Linked DNA regions of Mus musculus: regions 1 and 3 are each linked to region 2. Evidence: chromatin contacts called from public Hi-C and HiChIP or PLAC-seq data. All regions are on one chromosome and are shown on one strand. Each heading gives the region's core, a stretch centred on a gene start, on an enhancer-like site or on the middle of the called end of the contact. The rest is flanking DNA. Distances are from core to core; before and after follow the strand shown.

Region 1 (4,411 bases), core at 1,824-4,323, 1.6 Mb before region 2:
AAAAGCCTTGGAGAGGTCAGGGATATAAAGGTCAGACCTAAACATAACAAAGGCAATTTACAGCAAGTCTATAGATAGCATGAAATCAAATGGAGAGAAACTCAAAGGAATTACACTAAAATCAGGGACAAGACAAGGCTGCCTACTGTCTATATGTATTCAATATTGTAATTGAAGTTCTAGATAGAGCAATAAGAAAACTAAACGCAATCAAGGGGATTCAAATTGGAAAGTGTTGCTATTTGCATATGATAATATGTTATACATAAGAGACCCCAAACATTTTATAAGACAATTCCTTCAGCTGATAAATACCTTCAGCAAAGTGGCTGGATACAAAATTAACTTAAAAAAAAACAATCAATAGCCTTCTTATATACAAATGACAAAAGAGACTGAGACAGCAATCAAGGAAATAATATACTTCACAATAGCCACAAATATTACAAAATATCTTGGCTAACTCTAACCAAACAAGAGTAAGACCAAAATGATAAAAACTTCAAGTATTTGATGACGGAAATTAAAGATTTCAGAAGATGGAAAGATCTCCCATGTTCCTGAATCAGTAGAGTGAACATAATGAAAATGTGCACTAAGATTAAAATTCCAACAGAGTTCTTTACAGACCTTGAAAGAACAATGTTCAACTTCATATGGGGGAAAAAAAACCAAAACAACCCAGGATAGCTAAACCAATCCTCTATAATAAAAGACCATCTAGAGGTATCACCATCACCATTTCAAGCAGTATTACAGAACAATAATAATACAAATTGTATGGTCTAGGCATAAAAATAGACACATTGATTAATGGAATTGAAGACCGAGAAGTAAATCCATACACCTATGTAATCTGATTTTTGACAAAGAAGCCAGAAATATACAATGGAAAAAAGAAAGCATTTTCAACAAATGGTGCTGGTCTACCTGGATGACTACATGTAGAAGAATAAAAACAGATTCTTATCTATTACCCTGAACAAAATCAAGTCCAAGTGGATCAAAGACCTCAACATGAAACCAGACACACTGAATCTAATAGAAGAGAAAATGAGGAATAGCCTTGAAAGCATAGGCATAGAAGACAACTTCCGGAATAGGACACTAGTAGCACATGCAATAAAATCAATAATGATAAATGGGACCTCATGAAACTGAAAAGTTTCCATAAGGCAAAGGACACCATTAATAGGAGAAAACAAACAAACAAACAACCCAGCAGCCTACAGGATGGGAAAAGATCCCATCACATCTGACAGAGGGCTAATATCCAAAATACATAAAGGACTCCAGAAATCGCACATCAACAAATTAAATAATCCTATTAAAATGGTGTAAAGATCCAAACAGAGAATTCTCAACAAAAGGATTTCAAATGGCCAAGAAACACTTAAGGAAATGGTCAACATCCTTAGCCATCAGGAGAAATACAAATTAGAACGACTTTGAAATTCCATCTTACAACTGTCAAATGGCTAAGATCAAAAACACATGTGACAAATTCTGCTGGGGAATGGATGTGGAGCAATGAAAACACACCTCCATTGCTGGTTGGGAGGGCAAACTAGTACAGGTTCTTTGGAAATCAATATAGTGGTTTCTCAAAAGACGGGGACTCAATCTACCTCAAGACCCAGCTATAGCACTCTTGGGCATATTCCCAAAGGATGCTACATATTATTACAAGGACATTTGTTCACCTATGTTCACAGCAGCTTTATTCATAATAGCCGGAAACTGGAAACAACCTACATTCCCTCAATCGAACAATGGATTTAAAGATAAAATAAGTGGTACATTATCACAATGGAGTATTACTCGGTTGTTTAAAAAAAAAAATGACATCATGAAATATACTGGCAAATTGATGGAACTCAAAAACCTCATCCTGAGTGAAGTAACCCAAACTCAGAAAGATGAACATGGTACATACTCACTTATAAGTGGATCTTAGCTGTAAAGTAAACATAATGCTACAATCCCCAGACCCAGAAAGACTAAGTAACAAGACAGGCTAAAGAGGGTATCTCTCTGGAAAGGGTCAGTGGAATAGAATCTGCAGGTGGATTGGGGGGGCAGACGGGGATTTTAAGTGTTGCAGCTCTGAAGGAAAATGCTTCCCCTACAGAAGTTTTGCTCCAGACGCCTGGAAAAATTTTGGTTTAAAATTGTTTTCAGGATTTACTAGTTAATGCTGTCAGTTTCTCCTCGCGTTTTGTTTTTTTGTTTTTTTTTTTCCCTACTGTTAATTTGGGCATTCTTGCATGAAGGATATGTCTTCATTAATTCCTGCCAAATGATGTTTTTAGTCACCTACTACTTGTTAAGTGTGAAGGATATTCAACAGGTGCGAATACCAAGTTGTTTAAGATCTTGGGTTTTTTTTTGTTTTTGTTTTTTGTTTTTTGTAAACTTTTATTTATTTACATTCCAAATGTTACCCCCCCTTCCAGGTAGCCCCTCCAAAAGTTCTTCATCCCATACCCCCTTCCCTTTGCCTCTGAGAGGTTGCTCCCCACACTACCCCGACCCATCTTACCCACCCAAGGTGTTGAAGATTTTAATCCTGAGTCTCAAGTTTGCAAATAAAAAATGTGGGAGCACATTTCCTCCTCTTATATCTGTGATCTTACTATCGAGCCATAGTTTACGATGTCAATAAGTCAAAAGATGCTGCGATTGTCTCAATAATAGAATTATTGGGGAGCAAAAGAGTATAATTTTGTAAAGAACACTAAAGGCAGGTAAGGAAAGAGCTGGGGGTCTACTTCCTTCACCGTCAAGGCTCAGGTGCTTCTGTTTGCAGAAAAGGCTTTGGAAAAGACTGAAGGTCAGAGTCCCAAAACCTTCCGGGACGCGGCGTTCTCCTATTTACGCGAAGATGAGCCTTACAATACTTGCACCTGATCAGGGATGAGCGCTCCAGGCCGACCAAAAGCACGCTCCGCCTGAGGGAACCCGACTGCCCCGCCCCTCCGCGGAGAGTGCGTTACTAGGCAACGCCGCGCGGCGTCACTTCCTGCCATTTAAACTCGGGCCCACCCTCGCGGCGCTGGCCGCTCGTGTGAATCCGCGCGCTCTGTGGTGCCGTGCGCGAGCCGCGCGGCTCCGGGGACTGGTGGACGCGGGGCGCGCCGTGGGCGGGGAGCGGAGTCCGCGCACCTCCTCTGCCGGTGGCGGAGCGGCTCCTCGCCAGAGGACAGCAGGGCCGCGGCGGTGATGGCGGCGGCGGAGCCCACGAGCTCTGCTCAGCCCACGCCGCAGGCCCAGGCTCAGCCGCCGCCGCATGGGGCGCCATCCTCGCAGCCGTCCGCGGCGCTCGCGGGGGGCAGCAGCCGGCACGAGAAGAGCCTGGGCTTGCTTACCACCAAATTCGTGTCGTTGCTGCAGGAGGCGCAGGACGGCGTCCTGGATCTCAAAGCGGTGAGCGGGGATGGGGAGGGCGAGGCCCGCCCGAGGGTGCTGGGTCCACCACCCCCACTGCGCCGAGACTCCGGACCCGGAGGGGCCGGGATGGATGCGGGGGCCCCACCGACCGGCCACCGCGCGGCCCTGGCCACAAAGGAGCACCCGGAGCGAGCGCCCAGGAATTCGCGCTCTGCTCTGGACTCGCTTAAGGACCGACCGCTCTGCAGAACTTCATTCCTGTTTTGAAGAACTTTCATGCCAGTTCTTCGGAATGAAAGAGGAAAAGAGAAAACTTTCCACACCTCCTCTAAAGTAGTAGTTTTTAGAAGGGGACATTCTTCATCGAGAATTAAGAATTGGGAAGTAAGATTGGATTTGTTGGCTTAATTTAGAATCTTTCTACTTTCTAGACCTGAGATTTGCGGTCACACAGAGAGGGGTCATTTTGTGCCGTTCAGACTAAGTGGTGAAATTACTTAGTAAGCTTTATCTGGTTTTATAAGGATGTTTGCTTCGTTCTTTGCTATGGTTCGGATTTTTTTCAAACAACAACGTCCATTTAAAGCAGTTCAGTCATAGTGATTTAACCGTTCCTGGCAAAACTTGGAAGGATTCCACAACGCAGGGAAAGGGGAACAGTATGGGATCGTGCGAATTAAAATTCAGCTAGTACAAGGAGGTTCAGAAAGAGCCAATACTTCAAAAATAAACAAAATTGCTAGTTTACAGTCACAGCGAATAGCCTCTTATGACTCCTCACAGCTCCTGGCTTGAAGCTATTACCATCCTCAAGACCGTGGGTGGCCAAGGCATAGGAAATAGGAGTCTTAACAGGAGAAGCCTGCCTTCCAGAACTCTGCTGAGTGTCCTGTCCTGGCCCAGTGGGAGGCGCTGGCTTGTTGGCACTTGGATTCCCCCCTTTTCCTGGGTGTAGATGCCAGTTAGTGTCGGTTCATATTTGGAAATGTTACTCCTGGGACCTTTTTCCACTTTTATTCCC
Region 2 (4,998 bases), core at 2,207-4,706:
GGGCAAGAACTTTTTCTTTTTTCTACTGTGTATCTTTTTACATCTCTTTCCTACCTAATCTGAAAATTTAGTTCTGGTTTTATTAATTTTAGTGTTTTAATATATATTTTTTCTTCATGGATCTTTATGACAGGTGTGCTGCATCTACATTTAGCAATAAATACAACACTAAGACAAACTTAATTTTTTACAACAGTGAAAGAAACTTTAATTTTTTACATTTATATTATTTTATCATTTCCTACATTTATATCTGTATTTTGAATTCATTTCCCAGTGTTTTAGAAAGAATAATTTAGTAATGCATTTTCTTAAAGCCAGTCTAGATTAAAAGTGAATGTATTTTTTTAGTCATCATACATGAAAAGTTTTGTTGGTTATATTAGTTTGATGCTGTCTGTTAAGCAGAATACTAATTGTGGGTTCTCCCCTCAGGCCTAGGCCATCTAGGAACAGGTTCTTGACCCTGGTAATGGTGCTAGGTATTGCTTTGCGAAAACTGGGATTACAGTTGTACTCCACTGAACCCAGCCTTTGCTTTAAATTTTTGACCCCTTTATAATAGGTAAAACTTCGATGTACATTTCATTTACTGAGTTTTCCCCATTCCTGGCAGTAGGAGTTCTCCAGCTTGCTTTCTAGGCAACAAGATTCTTGTGGAGGAGCCAACTTAGAATATCCTGTCTGCCATATAAAGTTTAGAATGTTAGGACCTCTTATCTCAAAACGAGAAGTTTCAAGGGAATTTGAAGTTGCGAAACAAATCTATGCCAGCCAGTATTTATGTAGGTACTATCTTGGATACATCCTTAGATTTAAACAGGTAGTTTTCATTATATTTGACTAAAATGAAGTTTAATGAAATGACCAAGGTTGAAAAAAAGAATAGGATAATTCAGGGATCAAAAGATAGTTTGACATATAAAACAGAAACCTCACATGTGGTTCATGCTTTTAATCCTAGCACTCATTAAGTAGAGGCAGGGGTTACCTACATACACAGTGAGTTCTAGGACAGCTGGCACTATACAGAGAACCTTCAAAAGCATTCAACTGTATACATACACATATACATACAAACACACATATGTATGTACCACACACAAAAGATTAACAGTTCGTCTAGTAGGAAGGATTCCCATTCCTACATAATTGTAGCAGAGTACTAAAAAGTTATTGAAAAATTAAAACATGGTTATTAGATCAAAAAATGTGAACAAACAGTTTAGTGGGATTATACCTGTACTCGTGTTAGATCTTGAAGGTTTAGAAGTCCAAATTGAAGAAGTTAACCAAATGCACAGTAATGGACATGAAAATATAAGAGGAAAAAGATGTAATGGAAAGAGAAGTGGTGTGAATTTTTTAAGCACCAGGAAAAAAAAAAAACAATGGGAAGGATAATTATAGGAACCATTTCAGGATCACATGTTTTCAGATTGAAATCAGTCTTCCAGATCACTATCAGGTGAGTTTAAAAAAGAAAAGAACAGACATGAAAGAGAAAATCTTTAAAACTTTTGAAGCAAAAGACACTACAAAGGAAGGGTAAGCGGGGTAATAAGAAATGTCTCCTCTCTGGCTCTGGAATGAAGACTGAAATTGGCTTCTGAGAATTTAACCTACATAGTTCTTTTTTGTTTTTGCTGTTGCTTGTTTCTTTCTTTGTTTTTTAAAGAAAAGGTAAAAGAAGCATTTCAATGGAAAGAAAAAAGTTGAAGAAATGCTGATAAATCCTGGTAGCTATTGGTAATACTTGAATAAATATCCCCCAACTGCCCGTCCCCCCTACATACCGAGGGACTGTGAACACATTTTCAATTACAGGTTTATTACTCAAGAGCAGGAGGAGGCTTTTTAAGCCTAGCAAACAAAATGATCACTTGATTGTGAAGGTCTTTGCATAGGGAGGAATATGGGAGGACAAACTGTGGATAACCTTTGTTGACACAGGTGTATTAGCTAATTGAGAACAGGAGAGTCTGCTCTATGCTCATATCTTATTATCTAGAAAAATGACTGTCACATAGGTTTTAGTAGATACTGCCAAGTGTGTAAATGTTCTAAAACAGCTGACCTCAATCTTCCTAATGCTGTAACCCTTCAATACAGTTCCTCATGTTGTGCTGACCCAACTATAAAATTACTTTTCTTGCTACTATAATTATACTACTGCTATGAATTGTAACGCAAATATCCAATAGGCAGGATATCTGATATGTGACCCCTACCCAAGTGGTGGTGACCCGCAGGTTGAGAACCAATGCCCTAAAGAATCTCTTGTGAAGTTTTAATATCTTGGAATTTTTCTTCTTTTTTGGTCTAATCTCTATTTAGTAGTTGATCAGTGTTTATAATAAATGCTACTTGTTGGTTTCTCCATTTGTGCAAATAGTAAGTTATAAAAGTTCAGTTCTAGCTAGACCATTAGGAGATAAAGTGGGAAAAACATGTATATTTTTATATTTCTGAAGGTAACACAATTTATCGTTAAATTTTATGGTAAGCTAAGGAACAGTGCCTTAGGCATATTATTTAAAGTCCTGAAATAGAACACTTACTTTGGTAAACATATAAAATGTAGTAGGAAATTATAGTGTCCAATTGATAATCAAGAATTCTAGTAGTAGCAAAGTTATAATGACAACACAACAGGAATTTAAAATGCAAATGTGAGAAAAGATTTTTCTCTGTCTTGAATTCTAGGCAAGTGTTTACTCAAGTCCAGGATCTTTATTATCTTAACTTGCCTCTAGAAGAATTATTTGTGTGCACTGTCCCTTTGATGAAGCTCATATAATCCTTGAAAATGAGAAGAAAATACAGAAGATTTGAGTGTATTTGTCCAGTATAAATTTTAGTTTCTCTCATACTAATAGAGAATAGGCAGTCCTTAGAAATTTTTGTCTTAGTGTTGAATGAATCATCTGTTTTATATCCTTTATAATTTTACTCTTATAAATCCAATTAAATATATCAGCAAACAATTTGGTATGAAGTTTTAGTATTTTTTAATTTAACCTTTATATTTTTATATGTGCTAGTATTTGGCCATTGTGAATGCCTGTGCACATGTATACAGTTCCTGTGGAGGACAGAAGAGGGATCAAATCCTCTGGAATTAGATTTCCAGGTGGTTTGAGAAACCATGTTGGTGCTTGGAATTTGAACCCAGGTCTTCTAGAAGAGCTCCTGCTCTTAACCACTGAACTGTGTTTCCAGCCCCAGGTTTTAGTCTTAATAACTGCCTAGTTTTGTTTTTTGTTGCTGTGACAGAGTATCTTTTGATTAACATTTTGTGATATTTCTTAATCTCTCTCTCCCTCCCCCTCTGTCTCTCTCTTACTTCTCTTTTTGTTTCCTTTTTTTTTTCTTTTTTCCTACCTTCAGCTTGTGGTGGTTGTGTTATATTCTAGTGCTCCATCCAAAGGAACTTTGGGGAAACGAATGACCTCTCCAGCTCATCAGATTAGTCATAGATCTTGGGGAAGATAATTTCCTTCCTACTTTAATTGTGACTTCATTTTATTAAACTGAACAGAATTTCAATTAATAAGTGTATTGTTTTTCTAAGCAAATTGAGGACCATATGTATTGTGGGATTTACTTGTTTTTTTTTTTTTTTTAAGGTCCTTTTGACCATAAGCTCCATGCATCCAGGCTGAAGAATCAGTTTTATTGGTAGAATGCCAGTCCAGCATTCAAGAAACAATAAAACAATGCTTGGTAGTTAGTAATAGGCCTGCAGTTTCCATATTCAGGAGGCATTCCATAAGGCAAGAGGTAGGAGAATAAAGAATTTAAGCTTGTTCTTGGCTATCTAGTGTATTGAGACCAGTCTAACATACACAGGATCTGGTCTCAAAAAAGAAAAGAAAAACAAAAATAAAAGAAACATTAAACAAAACCCAAGCAAACAAAAGGTAGCAGTTAGGTAGACAATAGCAACATAAGGAAGCAGTGTATGTCTAGATAGGATTAAAGCTTCTGCAGCTTGTTTACAGAAGTGACACCCTATCTCTGTTTCCTGTTCTGTTGACTAAAAGGAAGTGTTTATTGGGTCTGGTCCACATTTAAGGGAGAAATTGTACAAACTCTTTAATACAGAACACTGAAAGCTGTTTCTAAAGCTACGTGTCATAATTACACTTAATCTTTTCCACAAATGAACCATATGGTTAAATGAAATCATGCTACCTGATTTGATTCACGATTTTCCTGAACATTTTAAAAATAATTATTAGATACTAAATTTTATTTGGAACCTGAAATACATTAAAGTCTTAAAATATATATGTGTGTGTGTATATGTATGTATGTATGTATGTGTGTATGTATATATATATATATATATGGCTAAAGATGGTTCGTTGAATAAGACACTGGCTGCTCTTTCAGAGGACTCAGATTCCTAGCACCTACATGGTAGCTCATAACCATCTGCAACTCCTGTAAAATAAATTTGTGAATAATATTTTGGTTTGAAAGTATAAAGTCAAGGTGAATTTCTTAGATTTTGGGTGATGTGGCAAGAGAGATGTTTTAGAACATAGAGCAGGTACTCAAGTATTCTACAGTAGGTGAAATTTGCAAAAAGTAGTATAGAAATTTAATGAAATTTGAAAAACATATCCATACATTTGTAAAATCTTTATTCAGCACACATCCTTGAACAAGCTGTGGTTTATTAGACACTAAGAAAGAACAAATTAAGAGAATCTCGTTGAATAATTTAAGCATCTAAGCATAGAAGTTACATTTTGCTATATTAAAGTATAGTAAAGGTGCATTAAAGTATCGTTTTAGAAATATTCTAGCCATTTGTGTGTGTGTGTGTGTGTGTGTGTGTGTGTGTGTGTGTGTTTACTTTTTAAACTTGCAGTGAAGTTTATGCCAGCTACAGACCTGTTTTGTAGCCCAGACTGGCCTTGTATCCTCGATATTCTAACTGTAGCCTCTCTAAAGGATTAAAGAACTAGGTGTGGAGTCAAACCCAAC
Region 3 (4,809 bases), core at 1,395-3,894, 1.3 Mb before region 2:
TTCAGCAGGGCTTCTAGGACTCTCGGTGTGAGAGTGGCCTCTTATCCTGTGCCACTCTGCCTCATCCCTGGCTCTCGAGCTTCACACTCATTGGCACGGCTGGAATTCACCTTGCTTGTGTTTGCTCACTGTTCCCTACAGCCTCCACATCCACTCATCATGGACTCCAAGAAGATCGGCATCAAGTTGACATGGTAGCGGCCCAAAGTAGCACTTGAGATCTTGGGAAGTGAATGGGTTTACCTTATGTAGCCCCCCAACATATGGAAAATATGTAGCACTTAGTAGTAGCTCAATTAATACAATTGTAAAAATGATAACTCATATTTAATAAGCCATAATTGTTGGCATAATGTCAAGCCTTTTTTTACATGTTATGGCACCTAGTTTTCACCATGACCTTATGATATGAATACCATTATTATCTTAGTATTATGGGTGACATGCTGAAACTTAATTCAGAGTCACCTTAGGGTACATGCTGAAAGCATATATATATATATATATACACATATATATATATACATATATATATGTGTGTGTGTGTGTGTGTGTGTGTGTATATATATATATATATATATATATATATATATATATATCCCAGTCAGCTGTCAGCTGGAGGCTTTCTCTTTGGCCAGATGCTTACTTTTGATATAGTTTGCATTGTGTTTTATACAGCTCTGTTTAGGATAAACTTCAAAGCCGTAATTTTCTGATGGCTTCAGGTGGCAGGTGATTAATGTGCACTCACTAACTTAATTCTTACAACAGTCCTAACTGGGTGTAATTATTCTCACTTCCCACATGAGCAAGCAACAGCAAATTAGGATGATGGTTTACAAACTGATGATTAAATAGTTCTATCAGCTTAGAAAACTGCATCATAGACAGTAGGCTAGGGACATGTCTACATACAGGACTCTAGGAGTCCTAAGAAGTGAATGGCTGTTAGTCTCACTAAAAACTTAATACTTTAATGACTATGAAACTATCTACTTATTTCATTAATTATTGAATAAATCATATATTTCTTTGTAAAATATATTAACTAGCTAGATTTAGTGTAAATCAAATGCTTTGTCATTTTGTTTTAAAATTTTGTTCTGATTTATCTCAAAGACTTTTTGTTATCATAATTGGAACATGTCTTAGTAACTTTATATGTTTTTTTTCTGATTATGTTATATATACCCATATATATGAATATATGTGTGTATATGTACATATGAATATGTATATGTACATATGAATATACATACATATATACATAAATTTCCCCCACCTCCTGGGTTAGAAGGAAGTACATTTCTTCCCTCTAAAAACATGAATACATAAGCATTGGTTTTATTTTTACAAGCCCAGTGTTACTATCTGGCAGCCAGTGAATGACTGCCTGGGAGGAATGTCCCCAGTACAGCAGAGCTAGACAGTGACTGATCCACATGATACTATGAAGTCATCTCCATCATGAAGACCTGACAGAAAGAAAATGCCTACAGCCTCTGTAATTTGAAAAGAAAATGAATATGAGATATAATACCTGATGCTCTCTTGACTGTCCAAAGGTGGGCAAGGAGACTCCCTAGCAGGAGCCTGGCTCCCACTAAAACGTACCAGACAGGATGAGGATTCCCGTAGCTGCAACCAGAATTGGTGGGGTCTGAAGCCTTGAGAAGCACTTCATCAAAATCTGTTCTTATTCCACGCACGGTAGTAATGGAACAGGAAATGGGAAACCCCTAGCAAATTGTGCATCTCTAGTGTCACAGATGCAAGGGACTATTTGTGAATTGCACTTTGTAATGGTCCTATAAAACATTCTTCATCAAAAATTTCTTTTGACATCAACCTGAAGAGTCTTGTATAGAGAAGACCATAATTTTCTGAGTCTTAGTATAAGAACAAGGAGATCTACATGTGCATCATCTTTGTGTGGCACTGGGTGAAATAAAGGCACATGATGAGTCTGAGAACACTTAAAATGTAGTCAGATATTTTTCATTATACTTACACATAGATTCTAATATATAGGTAATGTGATGTCTAGGTGCCTCCATAGAAACACAAAAAAACTGTACCCTTCTCAATTTGAATTCTAAATAATATGGCCTCAGGTCCACAATAGATTCAATACAAAAAAATTGTTCTCAAAGTCAAATAAGAAAAAAAGTGTTAGGTGAAGAGAAATGTTTAAATAAAAATACACAAAAAGAACATTGAAAGGTGTGTCCCCGGGACACCCACGGTCCCTGGGAAGCCATACAGCTACCTTTCTTTTCTATTTTTTAAGTTTTGTGTTTTTTGTTTTGTTTTGTTTTGGGGGGGGGGGGTTGGTTTCGGCTTGTCAAATACAAATTCCTTTGCCAGGAAGGGGAAGTTCTCATCTCCTTGGAAGACATTTTTAAAATCCAATTCCAAAAAGCAAAGCGATTTTTGAGAATTGTTGGTTATGTTACATCAACAGTTCGGTGCCTAGGGTTAATTTGTGGAGCAAGCGGGAAGCTGGAGGGCGCCCTGGCGGCAAAGCCGGGTCGTCTTCCCGCAGCCCGGCAGCAGGGGGCCCCCCCGCTTCCCGCTCCCGGCTCCAGGATCCCCGCTCCCGGAGCCTCTAGGACGCTCCCCGCCCAAGGTCAAACTCCGCAGCCGCGTGCGTGCGGGCCGCGGCCGGGTGGCCGGCTGGCCCGCCAGCTCTGGGAAGCGGAGCCCCGCTGTGCGGGCGGGTGACCAGGTCGGTGCTCACAATGGGGCTGGGGAGTAGGGGCGCCGGCCCGCGAGGCTGCGCAGCGCCGGGGCGAGCTGGAGAGCGCGCAGCTGCTGCAGAGCGGGTCGGACGCAGAAGCGGAGAGCAGCCGGAGGGCGCCCCGCCCCAAGCAAGGTGCGGGGGCCCTCGAACACCGAGGCCTCCGCCTGTCACCTCTGCCTGTCACCTCCGTCCGCCACCTCCACGGTCTCCTCCCCTTGCTCAGGTCCACTCGGTCCCTCCCCTGGGCCGCCCAGAGCACCAAGTTGGCGGGAGCCTATAAAAGCCGGACGGTGCGACCCGCGACACACACTGCAGGACCGCTAGACGGACGACAACTTCTGCTCTGCCCCAATCACCGGCGTGACCATGTCCCACCACTGGGGATACAGCAAGCACAACGGTGAGTGGGGAGGCCGCGCGCTCCGGGCCGCGCGCTCCGGGTCTCGGCTCAGGCACCTGCCTCGCTCCGCAGATCCCGGAGCGCAGCTTGGATGCCGGGTCTCCGCTCTGGTACGTCCCTGGCGCCCGACTCAGAGCGCTCTCTAGGATCTGATCTCAAACTTGCTTGGCCGCGCACAGGGGTTGGGAGGGATAACCCAACGCAACACCCGACGACAATACCTATCGGGACCACAGCCGGTCACCCAAGGCTAACCTAGGCAGAATCGAGCAAGGGTTGTAACTAACATTTTACTTGTGTGTAGCAGAAAGGTTAAGGGGAAACACTTGTCCCCTTCACGTCTGTATCTGCTGCACTGTGGCTAAGATTCCCAGCGCACTTTGTTGTGGCATCTTCTGGAGCCCGTTTGGGTCTAATTGCGAGTTTTCCATGCATCTTTCAACTTCTAGTGTTAGAAGGTCAATCGCAGATACCTAGACGTCTTCCAGATCAAAGGCCTTGGTATATGACGCCATCTGAGGGGAAAAGAAGGTGCACTGGCTTGTGGTTGTGTGAACTTCCCAGCAAAGATAGTTCTAAAGGAGGGGCCTGAGCCTGAGTTTTGGTCTATACGGTCTTTACTGTCACCTAGTGTGGCAGCACGAGGTTCTCAGACCTGTTATAATGCCTTAGAATCTATGTTCCAAACTCAGTCACAAGAGGGCTTATATCCCCAGTCAGACCACTCTGTTTTCAGTAGTTCTGTCTAGTATTAGTCACCGAATTTGAGTGAAAAGATCTCAAAATTGCTAACGCTTGTCTGACAATGTTAAGAAATAGATGTATATTGACTCTAATTTTCGTGTTGGCCTTATGAGGTAGACTTGGAATATTATTACCCCATGTTACAAATAAAAGGACTGAGGCACATTTTGTTTTCCTAAATGTTAAGTTAGTATCACCTCCGAATGTTGAACTGAGCAGACTGTCTAGAAACACCAGTGGCTTCCGGTGGCTGGTGTCTCCCTTCCCACAGCAATGACCTAACAGCTCTCTTCTCATCTCTAGGACCAGAGAACTGGCACAAGGACTTCCCCATTGCCAATGGAGACCGGCAGTCCCCTGTGGACATTGACACAGCAACTGCCCAGCATGACCCTGCCCTACAGCCTCTGCTCATATCTTATGATAAAGCTGCGTCCAAGAGCATTGTCAACAACGGCCACTCCTTTAACGTTGAGTTTGATGACTCTCAGGACAATGCAGGTCAGTGTTTAGGAAAACATCCATCGGGCTTTTTAGCCAATAGTTATTTTCGGTCTTAATGGAAAATACAGGGACACCGGCAGGAGGTCCCTGCCACCACAATTTGTGTCCGAAAGCTGAGATGTCACTCTGATTTCTTTCATAGGTCCTAGAAGTAGGCTAATTACTGTGAAGTGTCCTCAGGGACTGTCAGATATGTAGGGCATCAGGCAAGGTGCCTGTGGGATGTCACAGAAAGCAAGTCAGGTCTTTAGCAATACAGAAACCAGGGAATTCACGAAATTTTAAACTTTTAAGATTCCCTTTAACACATTTGTCCTCCTAGATGAGAGCTATCCTCAGTAGGTATGACCTAATGTGTACTGCCTTCAAGTCAGTAGCGCAGAAAGTGATCATAATCTGAATATTTAAAAGGTTGAAG

The links. Hi-C and Micro-C count contacts between places; a contact is called where the count stands out from the background. HiChIP or PLAC-seq counts read pairs in DNA pulled down with a chosen protein or histone mark.
Region 1: an H3K27ac HiChIP or PLAC-seq map of microglia shows a contact between it and region 2, with 4 times the contacts expected there. The contact joins the promoter of E2f5 here to the enhancer-like site in region 2. A contact is called at or near these places in 11 of 39 promoter capture datasets (the C10 cell line, the HPC-7 cell line, cranial neural crest and 7 more), 1 of 484 Hi-C or Micro-C datasets (B cells), 2 of 115 datasets of contacts at active chromatin or transcription factors (microglia and stem cell-derived neural progenitor cells) and 1 of 9 other capture datasets (embryonic stem cells).
Region 3: a contact with region 2 is called in a Hi-C map of bone marrow-derived macrophages, with 7 read pairs. The contact joins the promoter of Car2 here to the enhancer-like site in region 2. A contact is called at or near these places in 6 of 39 promoter capture datasets (the C10 cell line, HPC-7-derived erythroid cells, liver and 2 more), 3 of 484 Hi-C or Micro-C datasets (the G1E-ER4 cell line, LSK cells and bone marrow-derived macrophages) and 3 of 115 datasets of contacts at active chromatin or transcription factors (embryonic stem cells, large pre-B cells and stem cell-derived neural progenitor cells).

What each region holds. Positions count from the first base shown.
Region 1 is chr3:14,575,598-14,580,008 of GRCm38.p6, forward strand. It overlaps E2f5 (E2F transcription factor 5), which reads left to right and starts at 3,074. Exons shown (of 8, transcript NM_007892.2): 1 at 3,074-3,426. The coding sequence starts at 3,223.
Region 2 is chr3:16,206,740-16,211,737 of GRCm38.p6, forward strand. The region is part of intron 4 of Ythdf3 (YTH N6-methyladenosine RNA binding protein 3); the gene reads left to right. Among named protein-coding and RNA genes, the nearest start is that of Ythdf3, 26 kb to the left of the region's middle. Within about 2 kb of position 3,457, at least 7 of the 459 cell types and tissues checked have an H3K27ac peak or open chromatin away from gene starts, as enhancers often do. A contact at or near this core is called in the HPC-7 cell line, bone marrow-derived macrophages and microglia, where this site is marked.
Region 3 is chr3:14,883,644-14,888,452 of GRCm38.p6, forward strand. Car2 (carbonic anhydrase 2) reads left to right here and starts at 2,645. Exons shown (of 7, transcript NM_009801.5): 1 at 2,645-3,143; 2 at 4,191-4,388. The coding sequence starts at 3,110.